Regions from separate parts of the Mus musculus genome. Here region 2 is linked to region 1. A link is a contact called in public Hi-C data. All regions are on one chromosome and are shown on one strand. The core of a region is the stretch at or near the end of the contact, and the rest is flanking DNA. Distances in the headings are between cores, read along the strand shown. Region 1 has its middle 33 kb from the start of Tsx. Region 2 holds the start of Ftx (Ftx transcript, Xist regulator (non-protein coding)).

Region 1 (3,206 bases), core at 268-2,767:
CTTGAATTTCTACTGAGAATTGATGGCTTCTGGGGAGAAGCCATTTTCCATCATTTGTTTCAGTTCAAAGAACTCAAGGAAGAACATGAAAGAGCTCCATTCCAGCTTTTCCTCGGTACTTTCTTTTGTATGTGAAAGATGCTAGAATTCTTTTTTGTTTGTTTGTTTTGTTTTGTTGGTTTTTTTGGTTTGTTTTTGTTTTTGTTTTTCGAGACAGGGTTTCTCTATATAGCCCTGGCTGTCCTGGAACTCGCTTTGTAGACCAGGCCGGCCTCGAACTCAGAAATCTGCCTGCCTCTGCCTCCTGAGTGCTGGGATTAAAGGCGTGCGCCGCCACCACCTGGTGAAAGGCTCTAATTCTTTTAATATTTCAGACCTGGATGGTATAGAGGGCTTTTGCCAAAATATCACATTCTTGGGGATTTTTGTATTCATTTTACTTGAAGAATCTGCCTTTTTCACTCAGAGGGTTTTTTGTTTCCTCCCTTGGGCTACATCCTATTTCTTTGCAAAGAAGTTCTCCTCATTTTCTACTTTTATAAAATTTGTATCACATACCAGCAAAGCTTTGGGGACTGAAAATTGACATTGGGGTTAAAATGATGGTACAGTGGCTAAGAGCAGTGGCTGCATTTGCAGAGGACCCAGGTTCGATTCCCAAACACTCGAGTACCAGCTCACAGACGCCTGTACCTCCAGCTGCAGGGAGATCTGATGCTCTCATCCGGCCTCTATGGGCTCTGCACACACCCACACACATAAAATAAAAATATTTTTAAAAAATTCTTTGAAAAGAAAATTGGGTTATTATGTGGCAGGAGGATTTTCTTTTCTGTTCCAGTCTAATTGGTGCTCTATAAGCTTCTTGTGTGCTTATAGGTATCTAGGTGTGTTTATAGGTATCTTGTGTGTTTATAGGTATCTTGTGTGTTTATAGGTATCTTGTGTGTTTATAGGTACCTAGGCAGATTGCTCAGTTTGCATTGATACTGACTGTTATACATTTTTTGAAATTTGGATATGTACAGTTTAAGGAAAATTTTTCTCTAGGACATTAAGTCTCTTGTCAATTGAAGGAGAAGTATATCAATCCATTACAGTAGGTTTCCCTCAAACCCAGTCTTTGAGACCGTAAGAGTTTAAGAGAGGGGGCAGGAGGAGGCAAGACTGGGGAGGAAAGGGTTGGGGTGCAGGCAGTCTGCCACAAACCAAACAAATGAGACTGTGTTGGAGCTGAGCCTGGCAGCTTTGGTCTCTGGGTTTCCAGCATTCCAACACTCACCAAGGGCCATTCGACCAGGCAAGCTGCTACCTGCTGGCCTAGCTTTCCCAGCTCTCAAAGGCAAATGGGCTCAGGTTGCAGCCATTCTTTTCTGTGACTCCCACAAGGTCCATGCTCTGTTCCCCTAAGCTCTGCCCCCTCTTCTCTGCGCAGGTGGTCAAGTGTGCTAACCACACCCTCTCAGCAGGATCCCGCGCCTCAAGAGCCTTAGGTCCCGCCCCACACTCCCTCAAACCCTCAGTGCAGCGCTTGTGTCAGGCGCAATCTCGCAAGATCCGGTGAGGCGCTACGTCGTGCTCCACTCGGTCCCAAAAGTACCTGCAAGCGCTACACACTTGCGCTCGGCGCCCTTGCTCTGTTCTCACTTTCCGAGATATCCACGCATCTTGAGTCCTGCATCCACTCCCGGGAGGCGGCTGCGGCAAGCGCGTGATGGAAGAAGAGCGTGATAGCCAGCTAGACAGGTGGCCAGAGCGGAGCGGTGGGTGAGATGCGGGCTAAGGAGAGGGCAGATGCCTAAAGTGCCTGCGGGACGGTGGAGAGGTGCCCGAAGTCCTTGTTGGGGTGGTGGAGAGGTGGCTGAAATTCTTGCGGGATAGTGGGGCGATGGCTAAGTGCTTGCAGGACAGTGGGGCGATGGCTAAGTGCTTGCGGGACAGGGGAGAGGTGGCTAAGTGCTTGCGGGACAGTGGGACAGTGGCAAAGTGCTTTCAGGACAGTGGAGCGATGGCTACGTGCTTGCGGGACAGCGGAAGAGATGGTTAAAGTGATTGCCAAGCAGCAGAAAGATTCCTAAAATGCTTGCCAGCTATGCGGAGATGAAGGTAAAATGCCTGCGTAGTCCCGAACCGATAGTTAAAATGCCTGCCGCATAACGGAGGAATAACTAAAATGTCTGCTGGGTCCTGGAGCCAAAATTTAAAATGTCTGTCCCTTACAGGTGGTTAGACTACCGGTCAGGGACCTGGAAAGATAGCTAACATACATGCCACGTTCCCGGACTAATGGCTCAAATGGATGCCTGGGACTGGGAGACTTTACTAAAATGCCTACCACCGGGGACCTGGGCTATCACTAAAATGCCTGCCACCGGGTACTGGGAGGTCACTAAAATGTCTGCCACGGGGTACTTGGGCTATCACTAAAATGCCTGCCACCGGGTATCTGGGCTATCACTAAAATGCCTGCCACCGGGGACCTGGGAGGTCACTAAAATGCCTGCCACCGGGGACCTGGTAGGTCACTAAAATGCCTGCCACCGGGGATCTGGGAGGTCACTAAAATGCCTGCCGTCGAGGATCTGGGCTATCACTAAAATGCCTGCCACCGGGGATCTGGGAGGTCGCTAAAATGCCTGCCACCGCTTACTGGGAGGTCACTAAAATGTCTGCCACGGGGGACTTGGGCTATCACTAAAATGCCTGCCACCGGGGACCTGGTAGGTCACTAAAATGCCTGCCACCGGGGATCTGGGAGGTCACTAAAATGCCTGCCGTCGAGGATCTGGGCTATCACTAAAATGCCTGCCACCGGGGATCTGGGAGGTCGCTAAAATGCCTGCCACCGCTTACTGGGAGGTCACTAAAATGTCTGCCACGGGGGACTTGGGCTATCACTAAAATGCCTGCCACCAGGGATCTGGGAGGTCACTAAAATGCCTGCCACCGGGGATCTGGGCTATCACTAAAATGTCTGCCACTGGGGATCTGGAAGATCGCTAAAATGCCTGCCACCGGGGACCTGGGCTATCACTAAAATGCCTGCCACCGGGGACCTGGGCTATCACTAAAATGTCTGCCACTGGGGATCTGGAAGATCGCTAAAATGCCTGCCACCGGGGACCTGGGCTATCACTAAAATGCCTGCCACCGGGGACCTGGGCTATCACTAAAATGTCTGCCACTGGGGATCTGGAAGATCGCTA
Region 2 (3,206 bases), core at 216-2,715, 180 kb after region 1:
AGACTAAAATGGCGATTTGAGCGAAGGACAACTTACCGAACCCCTCGCTATTTCGCAATCATAATTACCAGAACGTTCCGCGTCTCCCTCCCTCCCTCCCAGCCAAGCCACTGGCAACACGCACGCGCAGTTCTCGATACCTAGTGTTAAACGGCCAACATGCTCCCTCTTACGCATGCGCACTTTCATTCCCGCGCAGAGGCCTTCTGCTTGCAGTGAGCATGCGTGATTTCACCTTCTCTCCTCTCTGCCCCACCCTCGCCTAAGGGGCCACGATCTCCCGTGCCAGCAGAGTCCTACCCATCATGTCACGCTTTCTCAAGGGTACTTGAGCGCCACCACCTGGTGATATGGTTCCTCTTTTGGCATCCACGCAAAGCGCGCCTATCTTTACTATTCTCCCTTCTCGTGTATGATTATATATATAATATATATACGTATATGTGTATATATATATATTATATATATTATATATATAATCTCTGTGGCCACTGCGTTCTGCTACTCTGGTGAGATAACTCTGTGAAGAATATATATACATATATGCGCATATATATGTATATATATTCATGCCGGGTGCATCTGCACGTGTTTCTCGCCAAAGTTATGCCCCAGTGTCTAAACCATATCATTAACAACAATCCTTAACAGGATTAACTGTGATAAACTAAGTTACACATGGAATTAAAAAAACGTCGTAGGCGATAAAGCATATCCCAAACCCAGATGGAATCCGTCAGCAGCCTAAGGGAGAGGCTACTTGGTAGACGGATTCCTTAATACAGTTAAAAACCCTCCAACCTAAAACCACTGAATCAGAGTCCGGCGTGGTGATTTACGCCTGTAATCCCAGTTTAAGCAGGAGAACGGCCGCGAGTTCGAGGCCTGCTGCTGTCAGTCTCAAACTACATTCACTCACCCCCAAGGAAAACAAAAAGCGGATGAAGCCTAATCCTAAAGACTCATCCATTTGATTCACCCTTAACAAATGAAGAACTCGAAAGTTTTTTTTGTTTTGTTTTAAATAGATGTCAAACAAAACAGTGATGCTCAGGTGCCTTAAACCTGCTTAGAGAAGTCTAAAAATCTTTCATAATATTAAGTAATGCGCAACATCCTTTTGGAGGGCTGGGGATTCGTACTGGCCTCCAGTTCTCCCTCCCCTCAAAGGAGAAAATGCACAAATTAAGGATCTCCCTGACACAAGTTCCCTCCTCCGCCCTCCATGTTACATTTTCGTCCTTCGTCGTTCCTTTACCTCCTGCTGAAGCGAGTGTCGCAGTTAAAATTCTTACGGCAGGCAGTGCCTAGAGGGTGGAGGGAGCGGCGGCATAGAGAGCCGTGCCTGGGTGGCAGCAGCGATGACTTAACGGCGATGAACACCAGGTACGAAACCTGCTATACTTGCGGCCGCGGCGCGGATGCCACGAACCCACAGCCTCTCCAGGAGCGCTGCGCTGTGCTGCAACGCATGCGCCGCGCTCCTCCCTCTCCTCAGAGCGCCCCTCTACAACTTACAGCAGCCCACTGAGTCCAGTACTCAGGTCCCTAGCCCACACTTCTTTTCCTACCTCTGCTCATACCGGCGTCCACCACCCATCCTTTCCTCAGCCCCTTTTCTAATCAATAAGTCCCCATCCTTTTTAATTTACCATCACATCTCACTACTGTTATTATTCCCTTTCTGGCTCACCCTACAATTCTTGACCTTCTCTGCTTCTCTGGAGCTCTGCTAGGCCCCCTCATATTTCCTGATGTACCCAATATTCCAAGTGTTTCGAAAACAAACAAACTAACAAACCAACCAACCAACCACTGGCATGGTGATAAGTGCCTGTAATTCCAGCGATTTATAGACAACCTCACCTCCATGACAAATTCTAGGTCAGCTTGGACCACAAAAGATCCTGAAGGAAAAAAAAATAGCCTCCACCGATCCGGGGGGTTGGGGGAATGGAAATATACGTATGTAGATTTAATTGTGGGCCCAAGTTACAAAGCCTGAAGAAAAAGTCTTTTTCTAATACCTGGAACCAGAACTCTTGGGGCAGGCTATTTTCACTCTCAGCATGTTGTTTCCTGTGGAGAATCTTGAGTTTTAAGGGTCTCCTTAAGATCCACTCCCCCTTCTTATTCAGCCCTGGATCTTGAGAGATCATCCGACTGGCTCCTGCCTGTCTATCTATCATTGCATTGAATTGTGAATTTTCATGTAGAGCATCAAAGCACCAGAACCATACAAGTAAAAAAGAGTGGGGGAGGGGAGGAGGAAGACAAAGAAGAAAAAAGGAGGAGGAAGAAGGGAAGGAGGTCGAGGAGGAGGAGGAGGAGGAGAAAAGGAAAAGCAGTCCCATGCCTGCATCTGAAACAATATCATGAGCAGAATAGAAGTAGAAGGCAGGGCCATTGGATATATTGCGACACCTAATGGACATATAGGTAACATGCATAAAAAACCCCTCTGATGTTTCAGCTTTAGTAAGACATCCCCACTTTGACAATTCCCTCCCTGGTTTCTGAAAGAGCTTTTTCTTTGAGGGGGAAGGGAGTGTGATGGAAAAGCTCTTTTCAGCCCAATTTGAGCAATGAAAGAAGCCTTTAAGCTAAGTTTACCTGGAGTTCACTACAAAAGTGTTAGCTCACATCTCGAACAAAGTTGTACTCATGCAGAATTAACAGGCTGTACTTACAAGCTCCAAACTAGGTCTGGAGAGATGGCTCAGACGTCAAAAGCACTGACTGCTCTTCCAGAGGTCCTGAGTTCAATTCCCAGCAACCACTTGGTGACTCACAACCATCTGTAAAGGACTCTGATGCATTCTTCTGGTGTGTGTCTGAAGACAGTTCAGTGTACTTATATAAGTAAAAGTAAATAGATCTTTAAAAACAAAAAACAAAATAAAGTTCAAACAATTTTTCTTGTAAAACAAGCTTAGTTCCATCTGAAGATTCCATGTAAGAGAGTTTTTCTTGATTGCCACCAGGGGAAACAACATATTTGTTCATCTGACAAACTGTAAACATAAATAGAAATGTTAGAAATCATCTCTAAATTTCCAAGATATCTCTTTCCTAGAATTTAATTTCTCTGATATTTTTAATTATAAGAGATAGGAACAATTGTAGTTTAGGGTTTGAGGATGTGGCTCAGTTGGGAGAGTATTTTCCTGGACATAGCTCTGGCTTCAGATGCCCAGTACTACTTA

What was found. A called contact is a pair of places that touch in the nucleus more often than the background predicts.
Region 2: a Hi-C map of embryonic stem cells shows a contact between it and region 1, with 6 times the contacts expected there. The contact joins the promoter of Ftx here to the enhancer-like site in region 1. A contact is called at or near these places in 6 of 39 promoter capture datasets (the C10 cell line, cranial neural crest, liver and 2 more), 4 of 484 Hi-C or Micro-C datasets (the G1E-ER4 cell line and embryonic stem cells), 5 of 115 datasets of contacts at active chromatin or transcription factors (embryonic stem cells, epiblast stem cells, large pre-B cells and 1 more) and 3 of 9 other capture datasets (adipose tissue, liver and pancreatic islet).

The regions. Positions count from the first base shown.
Region 1 is chrX:103,446,209-103,449,414 of GRCm38.p6, forward strand. It overlaps Tsix. Among named protein-coding and RNA genes, the nearest start is that of Tsx, 33 kb to the left of the region's middle. Within about 2 kb of position 1,518, at least 55 of the 459 cell types and tissues checked have an H3K27ac peak or open chromatin away from gene starts, as enhancers often do. A contact at or near this core is called in the G1E-ER4 cell line and embryonic stem cells, where this site is marked.
Region 2 is chrX:103,622,289-103,625,494 of GRCm38.p6, forward strand. Ftx (Ftx transcript, Xist regulator (non-protein coding)) reads right to left here and starts at 1,466. Exons shown (of 11, transcript NR_028381.1): 1 at 1,259-1,466.